Linked DNA regions of Gossypium arboreum: region 2 is linked to region 1. The links are chromatin contacts, called in public Hi-C maps. All regions are on one chromosome and are shown on one strand. Each heading gives the region's core, a stretch centred on a gene start, on an enhancer-like site or on the middle of the called end of the contact. The rest is flanking DNA. Distances are from core to core; before and after follow the strand shown.

Region 1 (6,581 bases), core at 2,186-4,685:
ATTTCATATATGCATTATCTTGCCTATTACTTAGCATGCTAATACATTCTCAATTTCAACCATTTGCTACCTTTAATACCAATTCACAACAAGGCATTCACATAGTAATTATAAACCAAATATCAAAAGGCCATTTACACATATTTACATAACCAAGTATACCAAAATAAGCCGAATCACATGGCTACACATATAACCAAAACAACATGAGACATTTAGGCCACATTAGCCAAAACACCTATACATGCCATTTAACCAATATGCACAAAGTTCAAAAGTACCAAAACAACAGATGGATAGTGCGGTGAGATCTCCAACAACTTCCAATCCGAGCAAGTTTTGAAATCACTATAAAACACGAAAAAGTAAACAGAGCAAGCTATTATGCTTAATAAGCTCGTATAGCATAAAACTCAACTTACCATATAAACACAATTTAAGTAATCAAACATATCATAATATAACTCATTTTTGATCCACAAACCTATCACATATTCATTCATAAGTCTTATAGATTCAATTCTCATATGCTTCACGTACATACCTATACTAGTTCATATTTAATTCACCTACTTCCGTAACATTACTATGCCTGTTGAACCATTTGGAATAGTATCGGATACTCAGGTATCTCACACACTAAGTGCCAAAACATGGTCAAAACCATCTCTATCTCTGTGTTTGCTCACACAAGCTGACAGTCAAGACGTAACTACACGGCGCTACTCACACAAGCTAATGAGTAACCGTAAGACATGCCTGAAAACTCAGCCAAGGGTAGAACGTACGGGACCAGCACCCAAAATATCGTATCCCCTAATGACATGTCATTTATATCCTATCTATTCCTAAGGTTCAAACGGGATTCATACATTACCGATAACTTGTCGAAAATTTCTGTGGTGTGGTATCATCACATTTATATCAATTAAGCATTCAAGAATTTATAATTCAATGCTTATTAAACATATGAACTTACCTTGAATTAGTACAGAGAAAGTCAACCGATCAATCCACTACTTTATTTTTTCCCCCAATCTAATTCTGAACATGGCTTTTCTTGATCTATATATAATCAAATTTAACCACTTTAATATTTACTCTATTCAATTGATCCAATTTCATTTTAACCTTATCATTATTTTATTAAATTTAACCACAAAGATGGTGACTTTGTTTTTAATTATTTTACTTAGTTTATTTTATTAAATTACACTTTTAACCTTCTCATTAAACCATTAAAATCACTTAATTAATGTCCATATTTTTCCACTCATATTAAAAATGGTACCACATAAGTACATCTACTTAAAGTTCTATAGCTATTAGACACTTTTAACTAATAGAACACAACTTTTACATTTTATGCGATTTAGTCTTTTTTATCAAATTAAGCAAGCAATTGATAAATTTTCTTAACGAAATTTTTATACAATCATACTATCATGCTGTAGACCTCAAAATAATAATAAAATAAATATTTTCACATCGGATTTGTGGTCTCAGAACCACTATTCCGATTTCACTAAAAACAGGCTGTTACATTAGTTCCCAGGCTAGCTAGATTAAGCTACAATGATCCCAAAAACATAAAAATCTTTAAAATGGGGCTTGAAAACTCACCATGCACACAACCCTAGCTCAACCGAAAGCTCTCTCTCCTCCAGTGGCCAAAATCAATTTTGGTTCATCAAATGAAGAAGATGAACACTTTGTTTTAATTAATTTAATATTTATTTACTCATTTACCTTTTTACCCTTTAAAAACTTTAATAATTTCAATAAAACCATGTAATGGATGTCCACTATCCACATAAATGGTCTAATTACCATTTAAACCCACTTACATTTAAATTTCATAATAATTAGACTACTTTAACTTATAGAACTCTACTTTTGTACCTTTTACGATTTAGACCTTTTTAAAAAATTAAGCATGCAAACGTCAAAATTTCTTAACAAAATTTTTACACGGTACTACTAACATACCGTAGACATTAAAATAATAATAAAATAAAAATTTTCTCATTGGATTTGTGGTCCCAAAACCACTATTTTATTTCACTGAAAATGGGTTGTTACAATTTTAAAAAGAAATCAATATTTACTAATAAATCCTATTATATATACACATTACATACATTGATAACAGATGAATTCAAGAAGCAATATTACATAAACCATAAAATGATCACATAATTGAAGAAGCCATATTACATAATCCATTCAATGGCTCCAAAAACCAAGAATACTCATTATCAACTTTTTTACAACTACTGCTAGTATAAATTGAATACCCAACAACCATTACAAGATTCTTAAGCTTGGCATACATATAGTACTTAATGGGCCCCTCATCAAGGTTCCTATAATTTCTCAGCATCCTATAGTGATGCTCATATAGTGAAAACCTATGCCAAGGAAATAAATGAAACAAGGAGTGGATGTAACTTGTAATAGTAGTAAAGCCTGTTAGCCAAGGATTTGATCATTCCAAACAAGTTAAAACGAAGAAACTTTATACCTTTTGGTTCTTTTGATATTATCTGATTCAATATCAAAGTCACCTCTTGGATAGGCATTGAAGGACTTAGAACTATTTGACCCAAATGGATAATTAGTCATGATAATAGAAATCTAGCTGAAAAGCTTCAGATTTATGTCAACAAAACATACCCAGACAGGCAATTCAACAGATTATCGATTAAAGATCATGACTTTGGGTATTCAATTCAACAAAGGCAAAACATAAACTACTGGAAAAGGAAAGATCCTGATCATCAAAGTTCAACTTCTAGTTTACATCCTAGACATGAATTTAAGGCAGATAAACAAAATGGGGTTTTAATTTACATGAAAAATAAGATCAAAGCAGAGGTAGAAAAGGTAAACTCATTGAAAGCCTAACAGAATAGAAATTCAGATCCAATATTTTAGAGATTTTGTTTATTAAAAAAAAAACCAGAGATGATGGCGAAGGGAAGAAGACTAACAGCAATTGCTGATAATTGATCGGAGCCTCGCTGTTCCCACAATCGCTGGGATGCACAGTGGGAGATGTGCGCATTTCTTTGGAAAGCTCTGCCTTTAACATCGACTTCTCCATATTTTCCACTACACGCAAATTCGCCACACACAAAATCCAAAAATAGAGAGTCTTCTATACATTTTATGCAAAACCCAAGAAGATCTCTTGCTATTGTTTCCAGAATGATGAGCATAGGTGGGGGGAGATTTTCGTTTGAAAAAAAAAAGCTATTAGGAGAGGCATTGAATAGGCATTCAGAGCCCGACCCTCTGAATAGATATGCAGTGTTTATGCGTAATAGAGCCTGCACGACATAACAATTCAGCAGTCAAATTTCAACCAAACAAATGTTTCACTGTAGCGCATGGAATAGGGACGGAATGGAATGGCCATTTTGTCGAACCAAACACGCCCTTATTATTTTAAGTTTTATTTCATTTTAATAAAGTTTGCAATTTAATTTAGTTCGCAGAATTTGTCATGTTTGATTTTTAGATAAGTCTTGTGTTTTGTTATTTATGTTTATGCGTGTGCTAATTATCACATGGTGTCTTGTTTGTGTCATTTGTCCATATATGTTGAATATGTGCATATGTGCGTATATGCGTGTGTGTGTCTCCAAATAAGTTTATATGTATTTCATGTGTGAGAGTCTAGCGTCTAGTTCTGGTTCTAATGTCTTAGTCGAATGTAAGTGTTGCAAAAATTTGATGTCTATTTATATGTGTGCAGGTGGTTGTTCGAATGGACAAATGCATGGCTCTTCAAAGACCTTCATTAAACTGAATTCATGCACAAAGGATATGTGGTGCATATGACTATTCGTGTGAAGGGCCAAATTTATGCTTCATGCATTTCTTAGGATGGAAGGATTCATAACCTTCATTGTAGATACATGGACGGTGACAAAAATGGGAAGAAAGTGGCTGATCATTGTACTCATGCATGGAGGATTTCATGAACAACATTCAAGGAAGTCAAACCACAATTAATTCGGCTAATGTTCCAACACAAACATGCACCGAAATTAGGGGATGAACCAGCTAAATGCATGTTGCCTATTCATCATCCCAAGACGCATTAAAGCTTCAAATCAAAGGAGATGCATGTCCCATTCATCTATCATTCGGCCAAGGGGAATGAAGGAAGATTAAATGCCGATCATTCACGGAATTTAAGCTTTCTTCTTGACTAAGCATTCATGAACAGATTTGGGAAAGGAATGTGACTATTCGGCTTATGCAAGCATCCACCATGATTCAAGAGCTGAAATTATCACTTTGTGTGTGAACATGTTAAATGCTAATGTGAACACCTAGATGCCGAATTTGATTAGTCATCTTAGAGTCCTATAAATACTTACGAAATTGTCATTTGTAAGGTTAGAACTTTATTAACCAAATTTTTTAATATAAACTTTATTTTGTGATAATTTTTTCCTGGGTTCTTTATTGAACTAAAAACTAAAATAATGAAACTTTTCAAGTTTGTGGCGTCCAATTTTCTTATCACTCCATTCACCATTCTGGAGTGTGGCGACTTCGTTTATACTAAAGTTCTAGTAGGTTCGAGAGTTAACCGGTCTTTGCTTTAATATAGCTAGGTTCTTAGCTACAACTACTACGGGTCGAGGTTTCTATTTGTTGAACCATTTCAAGATGATCCAATTCCTTCGAGTAATTTTCCGAACAACCCAAGCTCGGGAAGTCGCATTAGAACCCAAGACTAAATGACAAAACCACTAATATTTAACCATCTAATCAAAGAAACTAATATATTAAAAATTAGAAAATGCCCCCTATATAATGTGTTTTCACTCTCTCTCCAAAATTAACATACTTCTCTAAATATCTCAGCCTAAGACCCTAATTTCATTTTTTAAAACTGACTTTTTCTTATCAAATTTAGCCGCATTATATTTATTTCAAAAACTAGATAATAAATTCATAAAAAAAACTAATAAGGCAAACTCATATTGAAAGATGAATAAACGATTATTTGCCCTTCTTTTATAAAGTCAACAGATTAACATGTTCTTTAGATAATCATAATTGTTTAATATGTTGGTTAATCCCATCTCTTCAATAATTAACTAGCTTCTAATCTTACATCTATTTCATGTGATTTTAAATATTTAATATTTAATTAATATTTTAATATTATATTTTAATTACAGTAATTAATGTAAATTAATATTTTTATTTTAATTTTTGAATATAATTAAAATATATTAATTTATCGATTCAGATATTATAATTGATTTTTTGTTTAGTTATAATAGAAATTTTTCAAGTCATAATTATAGCATTTTTAACATATTCAACATAGAATATAGTTTTACTTATATAATTAATGCAAAATAATATTATTCAAAACAATAGTGTGTTAACGTAATTAACTATAATATTAATTAAGTTATAATTAAGATACTTAAAATTATATTTAAATAATAACTTTATTTTACATCAATAAAACTTTCCCAGCTTTTTTTTATCGTAAAATTTTTAACTAATAATTGTAATTTAAATTTTAATTATCACAAATTTTTCCAATGATTCTATAAATATTAGTTGAATAAAATGCCTTACTAATGCATCTCTTTATATCTAAATCTTAGTTTAATTTGTATATAAGTACAACACTAATTAAGTGATATTTAAAACAATAAATTTAATTAAATATGGATACAAAATCTAAGTGATAATAACTGTAAAAAAACAACATACATAATTAGATAGATTACTTTTGTTATTATCATATAATAACTAATAATAACTGTAATATCTATGTTATTATTGTTATTTTAATTTATCCAATTATATTCAATAAAATAGTTAACTAATATCACTTTTCTATTTTCCAATAATACTTAGTAATATATTAATGGATTTTTATTTTATGTTAATTTAATAATATAATGAACAATAGGAAGAATTCTTATATGTTAAACTCATGCTTTTATATAAATTATAGATATATAAAACAATATGATTATCTAATATATTAAATATGATATATCAATTATATGTTATTAATTAACCGTGCATAATATAATATATTATCATTTTTAAAATATCATCTCATTATTTAACCTTTAAAATTTTTAAAATATTTAATTTTAATTTTAAAAATTATATTTCAATTTAGAATTAATAAAATTATCTTAAAACTTAAAATATAAAGTTAACCTTTTAAATACTTTAATACATTTAACTTTGATTGTTTTAAAATTACATATATTTCAAATTTATGATTTAAATCATAAATCTTAAAAGATATCTAATTATTACATTTCAAATTTCAAAATCATCTTTTTACTTATTTAAAAATAAAATATAAAATTTAGAAATATTATTCTTAGGAACGAAAAAAATTAACAGGTATAAAAGTAGAGTAGTATAATCAATAGAACTAATGTTTCCCCACATATTTGAAGAGTTCATTAAACTAAAAGTAAGAGAATGTTTTTTAAAATTCGTGGTCAGTGTCTACTTTTTAATGAGTCTACCGAACGTGAAGGATTAATTACTAGGCTTGCCTTAATGAATACTTC
Region 2 (6,379 bases), core at 327-2,826, 790 kb after region 1:
ATTAGCTTCCCGATTTGCGAGTCGATGAACTCTTTTATCTTGGCTTTCCAGCTTCTGCAACCCCTTTTCTTTTTCAGCTTTGCACTGCTTAAATCATTGTTATCTGAGGAACAAGTGTCGAATTTTGAGGAACTTGAGAGACTAAGACTATCACTGCAAAGCTTTTGCGAGTGATAGATCTCTTGATTTGCTTGAGTATTGATGCTATTTTGAGCGCCATGAAACTGAAAACTGTTGCCGATTAGGGGAGTTTCTTGGCCTAAAACTCCATTGTTGTTGCTGGTATCCCCATATAAAGCTTCAAGTTGACGAAAGAATCGATAGTGTTTACCATCCTGTCTCCCAGCCTTGCCTTCCTTAGTCTTTTTATAATATTTATACAAGTTTTCGAATTTCTCCCTGCATTTTTTCCCACTCCTTTGGTACCCATGTTCCTCAAACATGACTCTACAGCACCAAGAAAAAAGGGAAGGAAATGGCAATAAATTAAACTTTAAACCTATTAGAAAACAGATGAACCCTAATTCAAATGTGTATGACCATGGAAATATCATGTGATGAATGTTGATAAAGCTCTTATTTGACCATTCAAAATTGAAAAATAAAGATGGGTCTTTCGGCAAGGGACTGATGAAAACGTCTTTTCATGGATAAAACTTGCAGATGGGTACTTAAAACATCCAAAAGGTTAGTCATTTTTATAGTAAAAACCAGTAAAAACTTGCACAATAATGGAGGCAACACATTTTCAAAGGAAAAAAAGAGAGCAAGTCAGTTGAAGACTATAGAAATGATCAGCTATCGTTTATTTTCTTTAAAAATAAATAAAAGAAGAAAACTCGTGTAATACTGTTCCTGGTTTGAACCCCATTTCATATCTTTAAAAGGAGAAACAATCCATGGAGTGAAGTTGCTAGCTTTGGGAATGGAAGAAAATAGAGAATTAGGGTATGGAGAGCATGGAAGAATAAATATATTATTTGTATATACCTGGAAACTTCATCCCACAAAGGACCCTTTTGATTAGCTTCTTTGAACTTGGGGTCGAGATGAGATCTGATCTCAAGAAGTGTTAAGGTCTCTTGTCTCGGCCACCTTCCATTTCCTCCATCACCTCCAAAAGCACTGGCTTCACCGTCGAACCCACAGCTGGGACTAAGTGTGGAAGCACTAGTGACAGTGGCAACAGCAGCCATGGGAGTGGCATTAGTATTACCAGTAGAATCAGAAGGGAACTCATGTCTACCCACCATTTGCATCACATCGAAGGGGTGGTGGGGTTGCTGCGGTGGCGGCAGATTCCGGTGGTGGCCGGGGGAGAATAACTCAGTATCCTGTGGAATTGCTTGGAAATTGATGGGTTTTCCGTTGAGTAGTTGCCTAAGATCGGGTATGGCATATTGATGGTGACGATGATCCTCCATTTCCATATCGATTTATGAACCCAAAAAGAAAAAAAACAATGGAAAAGGAAAAGGAAAGAGTAGAGTAAAGCTAAAAAAATAAAAATAAAGAGTGAAAGAGAAAGGTTTTAATAGAGAGAAAGAGTGTATGAAAGAGAGAGAAAGCGGCAGACTCGGATCGTGTCGTCCACGAAAAATCTCCAAATTAAGCTTAGGCCAACGGTCCCACACACTACAAATATACGTATTTTGCTACAATCCTTTCCAAAATTACCTACATTTGTATATAGTTGGAGTACCTATTAATCCTAACCCAGGTTAATTTGGGTGTACCTTAATTTGGATTTTGATATTTATTTTGTATCAGCTTATTTTAAGTAAAAGAATTTTTAAATTTTTACAAAAATATTTATTCATTCTTTTTCAATTTATAAGAGTAATTTAATTTATGTTAATTTTAAAAGTAAAGTGAATAATTAAAGATAATTAATTATGGTATTAATATCTTTAATTAATTGCAAATGATTTTAGCTCTCGATGTTTATATATTTTGTTAATTTAGTCTAAGTTCTAAAAATTTAACAAATTTAGTCTCAATATTTAGCATTTACATAAATGTTGCAAGATAAATTTGTTAAGTTATTACCAAATTAACAAAATGTGTAAATTTTAATGGCTAAATTTATTATTATACTAATCAAAATTATGTACAAATGATAGAAAACATTAACGTCATGGTTAATTATTCTTAGTTTCTTACATTCAAAATTGATAGGAATTAAATTGCTTGATTTTTTAGAAGGACTAATTTGTCCAAATTCAAAATTAAAAAAACTAAAAATACATTTTACCGATTTTTTAAATTTAGAAAAGAGATTCATATCATTTTAAATTATTTATTCAAATTATTGTTAATCCAAGCCACTCTAGATTCTAATCATTTTAGGTTTGAGTTATTTTGTGTTCAAATTATTTTGAATTAAACAATTTTAAATTAAAAACTTAAATTATTAATTTTTATAATAAAATTAAATTAAATCGATATCGAACTGGTTTTTGAATTGGGGCGAAAATCAAGGGTAGTGTCAAAACATTCCAATCACAACCCATTCCTCGACCGCGAGAAAAACCTTTGGGCCCTTTGGGGCTTGGAAGCCTTAAACACTTCATCATTTTGATAGATTCTTAAGCTGAATTTGTCAATTGTCATTCATTTCTGCACCTTCCTCTATTGATCCTTATTACCAACACATTTAATTCAGGTTTTCTATATTTGATATTATTTAGTGACTTTCGCTATTGTTTGGATAACCTTTGTTAGCATGTTCATTACCACTAATATAATTTTAATAACCTATGATATTCGATATAGTTGTATTAACCTTTGGCATACTTTCAATTTGGTAGCTTTTGATATAATTTTAATAACCTTTAATATGATTTTTATAACCCTTTGATATAAAGTGTGTCGAAACCATTTTTTTGAAAACAGGAAATCGACTTTTGAAAACGAAAAGTTGGGAGTCGCCACCAATCGTTTTTAATAGGGTGTGATTGGACCACCTCAAAACACGGTCGTTTTTAATAAATAAATAAATTTTTCAAAACGACGATTTTAGTCTGCGAAAATAGAAAATCGGTTTGAGAGTCAGTTACGTACGAGGAAGGATTAGCACCCTCGACACGCCCAAAATTAGTACTTAATTGATTATTTAGTGTCTTAATGTCAAAAATTAAAGATTTGGACAGAGTTCAAAACGCGATCCTCCTTTTATTGGCTTTTAAAACATTTAGGTAAGTTAAATGTGTATTAAAGATCATCTCACCTCAAGGTAAAATATTACATCCAATACGTTAGGACACAACATTTTTTACCCTCAATTGTGAGCTTGCCTTTAAAATGTGCGTTTTAGCCTTAAGAGGATATTCGAATATTCAAAACAAACAAAGAAAGCGAAACCCAGTACGTTAGGGCACGATTCTTCGAATTCTTTAAATACCGAACATTGCCTTTATTTTGAAAATTTTTTAGAGTGAACTGGTAAGAGGATATTCGAATATTCAAGACAAACAAAGAAAGCGAAACCCAGTACGTTAGGGCACGATTCTTCGAATTCTTTAAATACCGAACATTGTCTTTATTTTGAAAATTTTTGAGAGAAGATCAATGGATAAATGAATTAAGGACATATATTTTTTTAAAAATGATGATAATAGACAACATGAAAATAATAATATGAGAATAATGCTAACCATATATAAATAATAAAAATAATAATAATAGTAATTAATAGAAATAATTAATAAAACAACAAGTAATAATAAATACAATAATGTAATAAACATTGTGCTAATAGTATTAATAATAATATTAAAAACATGATGATAATAACAAAAATATGTTGACGATAACATTAAATATGGGGATAATAGTAAAAAAATAAAAAATTTGGAATAACAATGTTAAATTAGTAATAGTGAGAAATAGTAAATAATAATAATTTGATATAAAAATGGTAACCGATAATAAACAATGGTATAAAAATATAATATAATAAGTCTATGTATAATAGAAATTTATATTTAAAATAATTAACTTGCTTAAATATATATATATTTACATAATAAATATATAATAATAAATAGATAATATAATAATATGAAACATAACTCAAATTAATTAAATTAATAGAAAATAAAAAATATAAAAATAATGAGAATAAAGCTGAAATTAATTAATTTAATGTAAAAATAACAAAAATAAAAAAGGGTTAAATTGAATTAAAATGAAAACTTTGGGGCCAAATCGAAAGGAAATAAAATCGAGGTAAACTCCTCTCTTTTCCTTCTTTCGTTTGTGTAAAGAAAAATGTGAACACCAAAGTAAACAAAATTGAATAATATAAAAAGTTACCTTAAAAATCTGATTTGTATTCTCTTTGATTTCGTATGTGTATCCTCTAAAAAATTCACCCCAAAAATCCTCTAAAAATCTTCTCCAAATCCCCCAATACAATAGTTTTTCCATAGCTTTTATAGCCAAATTTTACAACTTATAACAAGTAGGGTGATGGAGGTAGTAGGGGTGATAGAGGTAGTGGACAGTTTAGTAGGGTGTGGGGGTGATGGAAGTAGTGGATGGTTTAGTAGGGTGATGGAGTTAATGGTCGGTTTAGTGGGGTGTTTAATTTGGGCTGGTTTGATTGGGCCCGAGCAGAAATTTGGTTCTGCAGCTGCCTCTCTTTGCTCATTGTCGTGTAATGAGAATAGAGCAAAGATTTTAGAAGGGCCAAATTTGCTTGGGCTGGCTGAGTCTTGTCTTTTTTGCCACAGCCCACCGCACTTTATTGCTTCAAAAATGCTCCTTTGCTGCTTCATGTAAATGAGATTTGTTAAAATTTGATCTGCTCCGCTCCGCCTTCGTGAAGATAAGATTCATCAGATGTCGACCGCTCCACTCTTGTTCAGCGGAGATAAGATCTGATATATTTAGCCTGCTTCACTCTTGCTCAGTGAAGATAAGTCTGATGATTGGAATCTGCTCCATCGCTAGTACAGGGAGATAAGATTCACCAAAATTCGATCTGCTCCGCTCCTGCTCAGCGAAGATAAGATCTGCTATATTTAGCCTGCTTCACTCCTACTCAGTGAAGATAAGGCTGATGATTAGAATCTGCTCCATGGCTGATACATGGAGATAAGACTCGCCACAATTTGATCTGCTTCACTCTTGCTCAGTGAAGAAAAGATCGGGTATGTTTAGCCTACTCCACTCCTGCTCCATGAAGATAAGGCTGGTGGCTGAAATCTGCTTCACTCCTACTCAGTGAAGATAAGACTCGCCAAAATTTGATCTGCTTCACTCCTGCTTAGTGAAGATAAGATCGGGTATGTTTAGCCTGCTCCATTCCTGCTCAGTGAAGATAAGGCTGATGATATCTATCTTTTTAATTGTCCACTGGGGGATCCTATCTGTAGAAGAGTGATTTTATGCTTATGCTAGATGTTTAGGATGCCATGATTAATCAAATGCTCCTAACTAGATGTATTATGGATATTTAAATGCATAAATGCAAAATGTCATGAGAATGATCATTTAAATTTTTAGGCTGTTATCGCTCGCTGTTTGCTATGGTAACATCCCTAATGTATGCCTTCTCATCCATCTTGATAAAAGAGGGCTTGAGGATACTGTAAGTCCCTTTTCCTTCACACGTTTCTAGCTCTTTAAGCCTGGTGAATTTTAAATAATTGTCCTATTTCAGGATCTTGTATTGTTTAGAAATCTTTCAGAGTAATATGTAAAACCTCTTTTGAGAACATTGTTAGTTCATTAATCATTATTTCAATAAAAATACTCGAAAAAGATTATAATGATAAGTAAAACAGAAATTTATTCAAGTCAGAATTTGCGAAAGATGTATCAACAAAGAAAGCAGTCATTGTTTGAGATACAAAAATAGATGAAAAGGAACAGAATAGGTGCCCCAGATTTCACAGTTTGAGCTTCTCTGTACAAACTCCTCGATGACCTTTTTAAACTTGGCACGCGCTCAAAGGATCTATAGCATTTTGTTGATGCCCCAAGATGTAGCTTATCTCCTCTTTGTCGATTCAAGTGTAGTGAGACAATTACCTGCCCCAGTTTGGATCGAAATTTGAATTGCCCTTTGCGGGTTTTCAATTCAAAATCCCTTTGGTCTCAAGACGCCCTTTTACGGGTTTTCACATTGGCCTCTCTTTTTTTTTTGGCGCCCTTTACGAGTTTTCACCTCAACTGCTTCAAGCAAAATATCTTTTGACAGAATCCAAATTTATCGGGTTAGGCAAGCTCTTGCCATCCATCTTTGCTAGTATCAATGCCCCTCCAGAGAAAGCCTTTTTTTACCACATAGGGTCCTTCCCAATTTGGCATCCATTTTCCCCTGAAATCTTTTTGCATAGGGAGAATCTTTTTCAATACTAAGTCTCCCTCA

The links. Hi-C and Micro-C count contacts between places; a contact is called where the count stands out from the background.
Region 2: a Hi-C map of leaf shows a contact between it and region 1, with 2.5 times the contacts expected there. The contact joins the promoter of LOC108482429 here to the promoter of LOC108465481 in region 1. A contact is called at or near these places in 2 of 5 Hi-C or Micro-C datasets (both in leaf).

What each region holds. Positions count from the first base shown.
Region 1 is chr1:63,310,485-63,317,065 of ASM2569848v2, forward strand. It overlaps LOC108465481, which reads right to left and starts at 3,436. Exons shown (of 2, transcript XR_008283306.1): 1 at 2,994-3,436. LOC128293193 (a long non-coding RNA gene) reads right to left here and starts at 2,635. Exons shown (of 2, transcript XR_008283307.1): 1 at 2,525-2,635; 2 at 2,021-2,411.
Region 2 is chr1:64,097,947-64,104,325 of ASM2569848v2, forward strand. It overlaps LOC108482429 (trihelix transcription factor PTL-like), which reads right to left and starts at 1,577. Exons shown (of 3, transcript XR_008283310.1): 1 at 991-1,577; 2 at 1-447.